3 separate regions of the Mus musculus genome follow, and all the other regions are linked to region 3. A link is a contact called in public HiChIP or PLAC-seq data. All regions are on one chromosome and are shown on one strand. Each heading gives the region's core, a stretch centred on a gene start, on an enhancer-like site or on the middle of the called end of the contact. The rest is flanking DNA. Distances are from core to core; before and after follow the strand shown.

Region 1 (3,389 bases), core at 771-3,270, 100 kb before region 3:
GACTAGTCGTGGTAGTGCTTGTCTGTTACTCTAACCTCAGAAGGTAAAAGCAGAAAGATCCAAGAAGTTCAGGGTCATCCTTAGCTACATCGCCAATTCTTTTTTTTTTTTTTTTTAAAGATTTATTTATTATTATATGTAAGTACACTGTAGCTGTCTTCAGACACACCAGAAGAGGGAGTCAGATCTTGTTACAGATGGTTGTGAGCCACCATGTGGTTGCTGGGATTTGAACTCTGGACCTTTGGAAAAGCAGTTGGGTGCTCTTAGCCACTGAGCCATCTCACCATCCCTTTTTTTTTTTAAAGTCTTTTTTTTTTTTAAGATTTATTTATTATTATATGTAAATACACTGTAGCTGTCTTCAGACACTCCAGAAGAGGGAGTCAGATTTTGTTACAGATGGTTGTGAGCCACCACGTGATTGCTGGGATTTGAACTCTGGACCTTCGGAAGAGCAGTCGGGTGCTCTTACCCACTGAGCCATCTCACCAGCCTACATCGCCAATTCAAGGCCAGCCTGGTCTACATATGACCCTGTCTCAAAACCAAAACTAACCACAAAAATAAAAACCAAATGATGTCACACTTCCTCTTTAACCCTAAATGATACCATGTGAAAGTTGCAAGTGTGGACTTCCTCTGCAGTATACTTGTGGGCTTTCCAGTGAGTGCTGTAGAAGTACCCAGCAATACATCCTGTTAACCGAGGGTGATACGTCCTTCCAAGATATAGTTCACACCAGTTCATTGTTTTCTTTTGACTGGTGTGCATGATGATGAACGCCTAACGGACTGTGGCTGCTCCTCTACAGAGATCTCACTAGACGGACATGTCTTGCCAAAGGGGCATTAGATCTTAGATGCCACACTCTTATTGGGGATGAGGCTACAAAGTGTTAGGAGGTCCCAGCAAGCACAAGGACCCTGGACTTGATTTCCAGCACTAAGCAACCAAGCACACAAGCACATAACCAACCATCAGCAAGAAAGATCTTGATGTCAAAATTTACTGAGGAATGTTGCTGTAAATGAACCATAAAAATTTTTCAACAGTTAAATTGTTAAGTAGCAAGATGAAAAGTTACATGAAAATTGTAATTGTTATGTGATTCGTTCCCCAGGAGACAAACTCTGAGGTGGAAATACAAATGCAGGAAGCTTATTGTTAGAGAGTATAAGAACCGAGGAGGTAGGGCTGAGCAGAAGCTAATCTGAGCTGTACGGTGGGAAGGCCCTGTACAGTGGCCCTGTGCGGTTCCTTCATGTAGCCCTGGAGCTGGGATGATGCTCTGGAGCCCCAAGAGGCTCTTCCCTATGTAATCCAGACATTCTTTTCCCTCCTCCTCCTCCTCCTCCTCCTCCTCCTCCTCCTCCTCCTCCTCCTCCTCCTCCTCTTCTCTCTGCAGGTGCAAGCCTTTTCTTTCTCTTCCTCTGGCCCTCATGGCGACTCCTCTGGCTTAATCCTTGGGGCCAGGGAATTTGTCCATGTGCAGCTTCCCAATAAACCTACCTTCAGTATAATCTGGTTTGAATTGGCTCATCTCACTGGTGGCCGAGAAATAACCTATCAATAACCAGCTCCCATAAGTTGTCTTCTGACCTCTACACACTTCCTCTAATATATATTGGACATGCATATCTAAAAATAGTTGTGGTGTAGTAGCCATGCGTATTGGCAGGAAGGAAACAAGCTCTGTGAGGTAAAAATGGAAGTCAAGCCCCTACTGGGGGGAAAACTTCTGACCAAGCCTCCTTTGTTGTTGTTTTCCCAAGATAGAGTTTCCCAGTGTAACAGCCATGGCTGTCCTGGAACTCACTTTGTAGACCCGGCTGGTTCGAACTCACAGAGGTCCTTTGTCTTCTGAGTGCTGGGATTAAAGACAGTTTTCTTGCGTATTTAAACACAATGGAACTTTTGAAATTATCACAATAAAACTTCAGGCTGGGCTACAAGCAAACTCCCCTGCTAAGCCCATCCGGTTTGCTCTTACCTGTGACCTTACCATAAGAATGGGTTCTATTGACTAGCTCCAGGGAGGAAGGATTTGTCATGAACAAAAGGTTCTATTGACTGAGAGGATTGCTCGGCTTTTGGGGGGTGGGGGGTGGGGATTCAGGTAAAGGCTGGCTTCATAGACTAGTAAAAGATCTCCAGGTATTAGCACGGCCATTCAGAGGCTTTTGGGTGGAAAAAGAGGCCTGTGTTTAACAGTTCTGATTTCTCCAGTGCTTATCTGTGAACTGTGCTCTATAGGGTATGGTAGCAAACATCTTTAATCCCAGTATCTGGGAGGCAGAGGCAATGAGATCTCTGTAAAATCAAGGCCAGCCTGGTCTAATGAGTGAACTCCTGCACAGCCAGGACTTTGTCTCAAGAAGGAAAAAAAAAAAAAAAAAAAAGTGTAGCTGAGTGTCTGTAATCTTTGAGTTTGAGACAGGAAGGCAAGGAGATCAAGAGTTCAAGGCCAGCTCAGGCTATATGAGACCCTGTTTGTCTAAAAGCAAAGCAAAAACAAAACAAAATCTATGACAGGCATGTTGCTCAGCGATTGAGCATTGCTTGGCATACACAAGGCCCTGGACTCAGTCACCAACACTGTAGAACGATATCATCCAGGAATGGTGGTACTTTCCTGTAATCCCAGCACTGGGGAAGGAGTCAGCCTCCTTGAGTACTCTCAAGTCAAGGCCAGCCTGGGCTTCAGAATGAGATATTTTCCCCCTAAATATCTTCATCCAATAATAATAATAAAACTGAAAGTATATTCCATATATATTCCATAGCTGAGCAGAAGATGTGATCAGCATATGAAAGGCTCATCCCTAGGACCAACAAACACACGAATAAAAAAAAGTGTGTCCTATGGCATATTATCTGGCCAAAGGGTCTCTAATAGTTCTCCATTCTCTGGCTTACTGGATAGACAGGCTTTATCTTGCCTATCTAAAACCTGACTTCTCACGAGTTCCCAGCAAAGGCCATCCAGTTCAGTCAGTAAGTAAAAGCAGACCTTTGCCTATGCCTTCACTCCCCTGCTCTGTCACCTCATCCCACAGCCATTTTCTCCATGGAGCATGGTAGGCTCACTGTTCAGTACTCTGCCTCCTCCTCTGGATTTGCAACCCACTCATTTGTTCCCTCTGTGTGTGTGTACCTGTGTACATGCATGTGTGCGTAGCCTGTGCATGTGTACGTGCTGTGTTTGTGTTTGCTTGTGTGTGGGTGTACACATGAGTCAGTCTAGACTCCTAGAGAAGAGCTTGTGCCCTGTGTGTTATGGCATCTATCACATGAACGAGCACAGGTTAAAATTTGAATAGACTGAGATGCTCAGAGACAAAGAGTACTTCAGAGACCTTTTAGTTCAGCCAACTTTTACAGTTGA
Region 2 (3,425 bases), core at 704-3,203, 85 kb before region 3:
ACTGCGGCTCCAAGACTGATTCTGTGATATGATCCATTTGTCTTCAGCTCCTGATCCCATACCCTACTTTGCTAGTGTCTCTAGGACCTGGGGAACCAGGTGATGCAATAGAACCCTTTTGGAAGGTCTGAAGGTACTCTAATGCTACATTTTTTCTTTCACTGTTTGGCTCTCCAAATATTGAAACAATGGACTTCAGGGATAGCAAGGCGTATCAGTAAACAGAAGCACTTATACACAGGCCTGACTATCCACATTTGACCTAACAGCCCACTGCAAATGGAGAGAAACAACTCCTGGGATCTGACCTTTGACCGTTCACACATGTTCACACACTCACGCAATAATAATTTAACTAGTAAATTAATTAAAACTGTAAGTCCCATAAAATTACAATTTCCCCAGGAGGCTCATTCTGGGGGAAGAAAAAAATCTGGGACCCTGGTGCTAGCCAGAAGGGAGATTTGTCTCCTATCTGTAAATTTTATGTTAAAGATCTGTCAACTTTTTAGACCTCCTTGCAGGAGAAGGCTGGACCAGAGACAGAGATAAAGGCAGGATTGCATCCTGACCAGGACGGCTTCCTTATGCACATCCCTGACCTCTCTAAGTCATGTGTCAGGAAGCCTGAGGATGGATTTCAGGGTGCTTGTGGGAGGCAGGTGGACACCAGGACACTTAGTTTTCATCTTCCCAAGCATTCCCTTTTCTGCTTTTCAGCAAAGTTTGTTTAATTATCCTGTTGGGGACTGGTGGACATGAGAAAGGACACACATGTTTTATGTGTATTTATTCTTGGCTGCAAATCACCAAAATAACAATAGGAGTTGTTGGGGTCATAGGACCCAGCAGCCCAAACAAGCCAGGCTTGGCCACCAGGCCTCTTATCACAGGAGCACCTGGATTAGAGATGTTTGAAACCACAGCTGGTTTTTTGTGTGTTCCAGAAATTGAACCCAGTTCTCCAGGCTGTGTAACAAGTCCTTTGAGCTGCTGAGCCATTTTGCCAGTGTTTTTTTATTTGCATTACATTTTTACTTATTAAGTGTATGTGTGTGTGTGTGTGTGTGAGTGTATGTGTGTGTGAGTGTGTGTGTATGTGTGTGTTGGTGTGCATATGTACGGGGGTAACTGGGTGGGTGTCAGGACAGCTCAGTCTGTCCTCTCCTTTTTCTATGTGGGTTTGGGTTTTAAGGATCAAACGCTGGTCATCAGACTTTGCACCTCAGTCTTCTTTACTTTTTCTTTCTTGCTTCCATCCTTTCTTTCTCCTGTCAGTCCATCCGTTCATTTGCTCATTCCTTAGTTCTTTCCTTCCTCCCCTCCCTCCCTCCCTCTCCCTCCCTTTCTCCCTTCCTTTCTTTTTCCCCAATGTTTTTATTTCTCTATTTTATGTGTAAGGGTGTTTTTGCTTGTGTCTGTGTACTATGTATGTGATGCAGTCCCCAAGGAGACCAGGAGAGGGCACTAGAAACCCCTAGAATTGGAGTTACACAGTTGTGAGCGGCCACGCGGGTGCTTGGCATCAAACTTGTGTGCTCTGGAAGCCTAGTGTTCTTAACTGCTGTGCCATCTCTGCAGTCCCCACAACCCCCTACTTTTTAGATAGAATCTTACTGTATAGCTCTGGCTAGCCTAGAACTCCACTGTGTAGATCAGGCTGGCCTCATACTCTTCTTGTTTTCCTGTCTCTGCTTTTGATTTGCCTCCCAAATGTTCAGATAAAAGGCAAGCGCCACCAAGCCTGGCCCCAGGAATATTCTTAATATGCAAATGTAAAATATGAAATTTTTATTAAGGCTGTGATGCATGTAAAATGTTAAGTGTGCAACTTTGTCAGAAAATTTTAAATTTTCGTTTCATAGTGAGAAGTGACAAGACTTCTCTACAATCTCTACAACCCATGACACTGAGAGTCAGCATGTCAGGTCCAAAGGAAACCCCCAGGAGGCCGTGCATATGTACAGAAATGGCAGGCTTGGCTCAGCTCGAGCGGGATTCTAGATGGACTGCTAAGCGCTTACAGCCAGCCTTAACCAGGAAACTTCGAAATGGGTTTCTGCCAGCCAGAGGACCACCTCCCTTTCCATATGTGTACCTGTAGCTGCAAATCCAAGTCCATGCTAGCCTCCCAGCCCACTCAGTCCCGGTTAACATTCTGGCTCTTTCCTCCTTCACCTTAAACCCAGGCTGCGCCAGTACACGGGCCGTCCTCCCTCCAGCTCCTCCTCCCCTCAGAACCCAGAGGATTTCCGCACCTGCTTCCCAACCCCCGGCCATGGCCAGTCTGTTTCTTTTTCTTGCTCCTTTGGATTTATCCAGATTCCTCCAGCTGCTTGTGCTCTCCCTCCCGCCTCGCCCTCCCCCTCCCTCTCCCAATAAAAACCTTCCCCTAAATCACGGAATGACCATTTCTTTACCCTGCCTTCTCTTACACAACATTAGCAAGTCATAGAAGTGTCTTCTGTCATGTTGACTTTAAAAAGTAAACTAATATGTTGAGTTTTTAAAGTGATTAAATTGTTAAGAATACGCTTTTATTAAATGCTCAGGAGTTGTCTATGTTACTTTTGCTAGGACAACTTAAAATGTAAATTTAAAAGAGTGCAGAGGCCATGAGGGCCCCGAGCTCCCAGAGAAGCCCTAAGAGAAGCAGGAGTGTCAATCACAGGGTTTCTCCTCAACGGAGGAGGAGGTAAAATCAAGCAACTGCATTCCATCCAGAAAGCTGAGAGTGGGGGCGGCGCGGGGGCTTTTTGTTATCTGTGGGGACAGACCTCGCCCTAATTCCATAGAATGATTATTCCAGATCCTTCCTTCCCTAGACCATTACCCAGCCCTAGGGGAGATGTCAAGTGTACTTTATGGCCTGCTGACCGCCATTCTGACCAGTCGGAGGCCATATTGGATTCTAAGCCTTTTAGCTATAGGATCCACCCTCATGGCCACATGTTCTTTGTGAAAGAGTTTCTAGGTAGTCACACTTTAAGCTTTATTATGCACCTGACATTGCAATGATTATGGGAATTATTGTAGCCTGGAGACTATTTTCCAAATTCTATTGTGTTTAAATATGCCTACAATAAACCACCTGGTGTTAGATTCTCTGCAGTCTGAGCCGGGTTGATAAGGCAATCTGCACCTGTTCTCTTAAGCTTTCTGACACCTGCTGGACCCCCTCAAAAGATTAATTTTAGGATTGGCCTGAAAGTAGAGATATTCTTATATGATTTCTTAGCTTTGCTCCACATGTTGTCAATATTCACTTGGGCTAATTCTGCTATTGGGATAACTAATAATAGATATAATGACTTTTTTCTTGTAACTAGTGTTATGAGATTATATAGTTTAATATCTAATTTTATGTGTGAATATATATACACTATATATATGCACATATATATAGTATATGCATATACACATAT
Region 3 (3,658 bases), core at 512-3,011:
CCTTTTAAGTCTTAAGAACTCTTAGTAAATATAATCTTATTCTATATTTTACTGATTTTTTTAAAGCTAGTAGTACTAAAAGTTGTATGGCATTTCCTCCAGTTTGAAAACGCCATTATCATATGAACTAAGAGAATGTAAAGAACAGTATTTTCTGCCAGACCTGTTCCATTTCCCCATTTTCTATTTTAAAATATTACATTTTGAAGTGGAATATTTTTATATCTGAAACAAATATAATAAATGAAATTAAAGTAGGGACGGAGTTTAAAAGACAATTAGTGCTAGGTAACCATGTTCTTAAAGCACTCTTCCTAAGCTCTTGGCTTTTAGCTACTTTTCAAAAGGCCGATACAAGCAACTCCATCTTTTTTGGCTTGTTTTCATAGTGTGTGTATGCCTCTGGGAAATACTGTAAAACAGCAGTTCTCAACCTGTGGGTCTCAACCCCGTGTGGAGTGTCAAACAGTTCTTTCACAGAGGTTGCCTAAGACCATTTGAAAACATTAGGATTCATAACAGCAGCAAAATGACGGTTATAAAGTAGCAATGAAATAATGTTCTGGTTGGGGGTCACCACGACACAAAGAACTGTAGCACAGGGCGTCAGCATCAGGAAGGCTGAGAGCAACTGCTTTAGAATGAGGGTGTGTGTACTGCCAAGTGGATGAAAAAAGGGGGTGGGGTGAGTCTTTAGTTGTCCAGGCTGAGTGTCCACATTCAAGTGATTCTTGTGCATCAGCCTCCTGAGTAGCTGGAACTACATATGCTTCCCAGGACACCTGGATAGGTTGAGAACTTTGTTTACATTTTCACTTTCTGTCAGAATGATTGTATAGATTCTGCGGTTTGTGTACTTTGCAATTCTTGGAGACTTTGTTATACCTTGGTCTTTACATATGGTGTTTTCTAGAGTTGTGTGTTATACACCATAAAGAACACTAAATTTAGTCTTTGGATTATATTTGTTTTGTTTTGCTTATTTGTTTGGGGATAGGGTCTTGCTATGTAGTCCAGACTGGCCTTGAACTTAGGATGATTCTGTCTCTCAGGTTTTAGGATTAGCAACACCTTCCATCATATCCAGCATAATGTCTTTTATTCTTAAGCTATGTGTATGTGTGTTTGTGTGTATGTGGATATGTGCACATAAGTGCAGGTTCTCTTGGAGGCCACAGGCATTGGATCACCTTGGAACTGTAGTTACAGGCAGTTTTGAGTTTACTGACATGGGTGCTGAAATCATACCCAGGTTCCCTGGAAGTGTGGTCTGTTCATAACTGCTGAGCCATATCATCAGCCTAGACCATGTCATTTGTGTTGTATATGCACCTTCCAGTGCCATGGTTGACATGCCAGTAGTTTGTTTTATTGATTTCTGCATTAATTTTTAATTCCTTAAGTTTCATATATTACCTCAGCAGTTTATCCTGTCTAATAGATAGTAAAACATGAATAGATAAAAGCATGGGTGCTTTTTCTCCTACAATCGTATAGATTATATTAAGTACCAAACTAATCTTTATAGAATGCTTGTTTATTTTCTTCCTCTTGCGTGAAGAGCTTGATTTAGAATACATACACCTCGTACTCTTAAAAGCTCTGGAGGAACGTCGTCAGGACTGATTGCACAGGTTTTGGGTGAAGAATTCATTCATTGTCTTCTTAGCTTTTAGTGGGTACCTTTCTTGGCACATCATTCTAGTCTTCTGATTCAGCTGTTGTGCTGTTGCGTCTGCGTCTGAGTGCTAGAGTGGTGACTCAGTGGCTAAGAATGTTTGCTCTTCTTCCAGAGGACCAGAGTTCAGTTCCCAGCATTCATCCAAGGCTTAATTAAAACTGCCTGTAATTTCAGCTCCCAAAGACCTAACACCTTTTTGTTTTTGTTTTTGTTTTGTTTTGTCTGTTTTCTGAGACAGGGTTTCTCTGTATAGCCCTGGCAGTCCTGGAACTCACTCTGTAGACCAGGCTGGCCTCAGAAATCCCGGCTGCCTCTGCCTCCCAAGTGCTGGGATTAAAGGCGTGCGCCACCACGCCCAGCCCCTAACACCTTTTTTTTTTTTTTTTTAAATCTCCTTTGGGTACCTGAATACATACACACACCTGCCTCATTCTTACAGGTTCACTCTGAATAATTCAGAAATCATTCTATATTAAGCACCTTGATGAGATCTTCCTCCTCCCCCACCCTTTTTGAGACAGGGCCTTAATTATGTAACCCCAGTTGTCCTGGAACTATGCAGATTAGGCTGGCCTTGAACTCAGAGATTCGCCTACCTCTGTCTCCCAAGTACTAGGATTAAAGGCATGTGTCACCACTGCCCAGCTGCAGTTTCTTTTATCCATTTATAGGCTTTGAAAGATTAGCATTTCTTTTAGGACTGTCAGCTAATTCTGTATTTTAATAAAAATTTCTAGTGGGAGCATTTTAATACATGTTTTCCTTTCCCAGATGGGTATCATTTTTCTCCAGGGAAATAACTCAAACTGCTTTGTTCATGTCTTTGGTCTTTTTTTGTAGTACACAAGTGGTTTCCAAATGGGCTTTATGCAGACTTTCCTGCTTTTCCTTTTGAAGAACATTAACCCCTGCTTCCTCTTCTTTTTTTTAAAGTTGGTGTAATACGGTGTCCAGTATGTCGTCAAGAATGTAGACAGATAGATCTTGTGGATAATTATTTTGTGAAAGACACATCTGAAGCTCCTAGCAGCTCTGATGAGAAATCAGAACAGGTATGCACCTCAGGTTCTCTCTATACTCATATATATTTTTCTTGTGGTTAAATGTAAATTATAAGAAACAATATTTAAGTAATTTAGGTACTTCTGCTATAGCTCTATCTTTCAAATTAGAAATAAAGATTACTCTTCCACACCCTAAGACTTGGTAGAATAAAATAGTTATTATTTAAAAAGTTAAGTTTTATATAGATTTATGTTCTGAATATTAGATTTTTACCTATCTAAATGTTATTGCTAAAGAAATGTTTTTGAAGATTAAATGAATAACAGTGATTTTATGCTTTTGTATAATTAATGGTTTTTAAGAGCAAGTTACAAAGTTTTCAGTTATTTTGTTAATCTACATTTGGCAAATGTAATATAGATTAGTGTTTATTTCTTTTTTAGGTATGTACTAGTTGTGAAGATAATGCAAGTGCAGTTGGTTTTTGTGTAGAATGTGGAGAGTGGCTGTGTAAGACATGCATTGAAGCACATCAAAGAGTAAAATTCACTAAAGACCACCTGATCAGGAAAAAAGAAGATGTCTCAGGTACGATACATATAGTTGCTGTCTTGCTGTTTTCTTAAAAAAAAAAAAAAAAACTTGTGCATATGTGTATGTGTACACATATGTACACACCTGTGTATGTGTATGCCATATGTATGCATATGTACACTCCTGTGTGCCGCAGTGCCTATTTGTGGATGTCAGAGGACAACTCAACAGGAACTGGCTCTCTCTGCATTTGAGTCCCAGGGATTGAACCAGGCTTGGCAGCCTGTGCCTTTATCACTGAGATGTCTTGTTTGTCCCTGTACACATAGTTTCAATGACACATCTAACCGTTTGAACTTAGAAATAGCATGTTTACTTATTTATGATCTTTGAATACTAGCACTTAAAAAAATAGAAAAAATTAGTCAAAAATCTTAT

Evidence for each region. HiChIP or PLAC-seq counts read pairs in DNA pulled down with a chosen protein or histone mark.
Region 1: a contact with region 3 is called in an H3K27ac HiChIP or PLAC-seq map of embryonic stem cells, with 11 read pairs. The contact joins two enhancer-like sites. A contact is called at or near these places in 1 of 15 datasets of contacts at CTCF or cohesin (the NIH/3T3 cell line), 2 of 484 Hi-C or Micro-C datasets (bone marrow-derived macrophages and nephron progenitors), 7 of 115 datasets of contacts at active chromatin or transcription factors (CD8 T cells, embryonic stem cells, epiblast stem cells and 2 more) and 1 of 9 other capture datasets (liver).
Region 2: an H3K27ac HiChIP or PLAC-seq map of embryonic stem cells shows a contact between it and region 3, with 5 read pairs. The contact joins two enhancer-like sites. A contact is called at or near these places in 1 of 15 datasets of contacts at CTCF or cohesin (the NIH/3T3 cell line), 1 of 484 Hi-C or Micro-C datasets (nephron progenitors), 4 of 115 datasets of contacts at active chromatin or transcription factors (embryonic stem cells, extraembryonic endoderm stem cells and trophoblast stem cells) and 2 of 9 other capture datasets (adipose tissue and liver).

Annotation. Positions count from the first base shown.
Region 1 is chr3:103,206,016-103,209,404 of GRCm38.p6, forward strand. No RefSeq gene overlaps it. Among named protein-coding and RNA genes, the nearest start is that of Gm40113, 11 kb to the left of the region's middle. Within about 2 kb of position 2,021, at least 32 of the 459 cell types and tissues checked have an H3K27ac peak or open chromatin away from gene starts, as enhancers often do. A contact at or near this core is called in embryonic stem cells, epiblast stem cells and trophoblast stem cells, where this site is marked.
Region 2 is chr3:103,222,473-103,225,897 of GRCm38.p6, forward strand. No RefSeq gene overlaps it. Among named protein-coding and RNA genes, the nearest start is that of Gm40113, 27 kb to the left of the region's middle. Within about 2 kb of position 1,954, at least 8 of the 459 cell types and tissues checked have an H3K27ac peak or open chromatin away from gene starts, as enhancers often do. A contact at or near this core is called in embryonic stem cells, where this site is marked.
Region 3 is chr3:103,307,695-103,311,352 of GRCm38.p6, forward strand. Trim33 (tripartite motif-containing 33) reads left to right here. Exons shown (of 20, transcript NM_053170.3): 2 at 2,615-2,733; 3 at 3,130-3,274. Among named protein-coding and RNA genes, the nearest start is that of Trim33, 30 kb to the left of the region's middle. Within about 2 kb of position 1,762, at least 21 of the 459 cell types and tissues checked have an H3K27ac peak or open chromatin away from gene starts, as enhancers often do. A contact at or near this core is called in embryonic stem cells, epiblast stem cells and trophoblast stem cells, where this site is marked.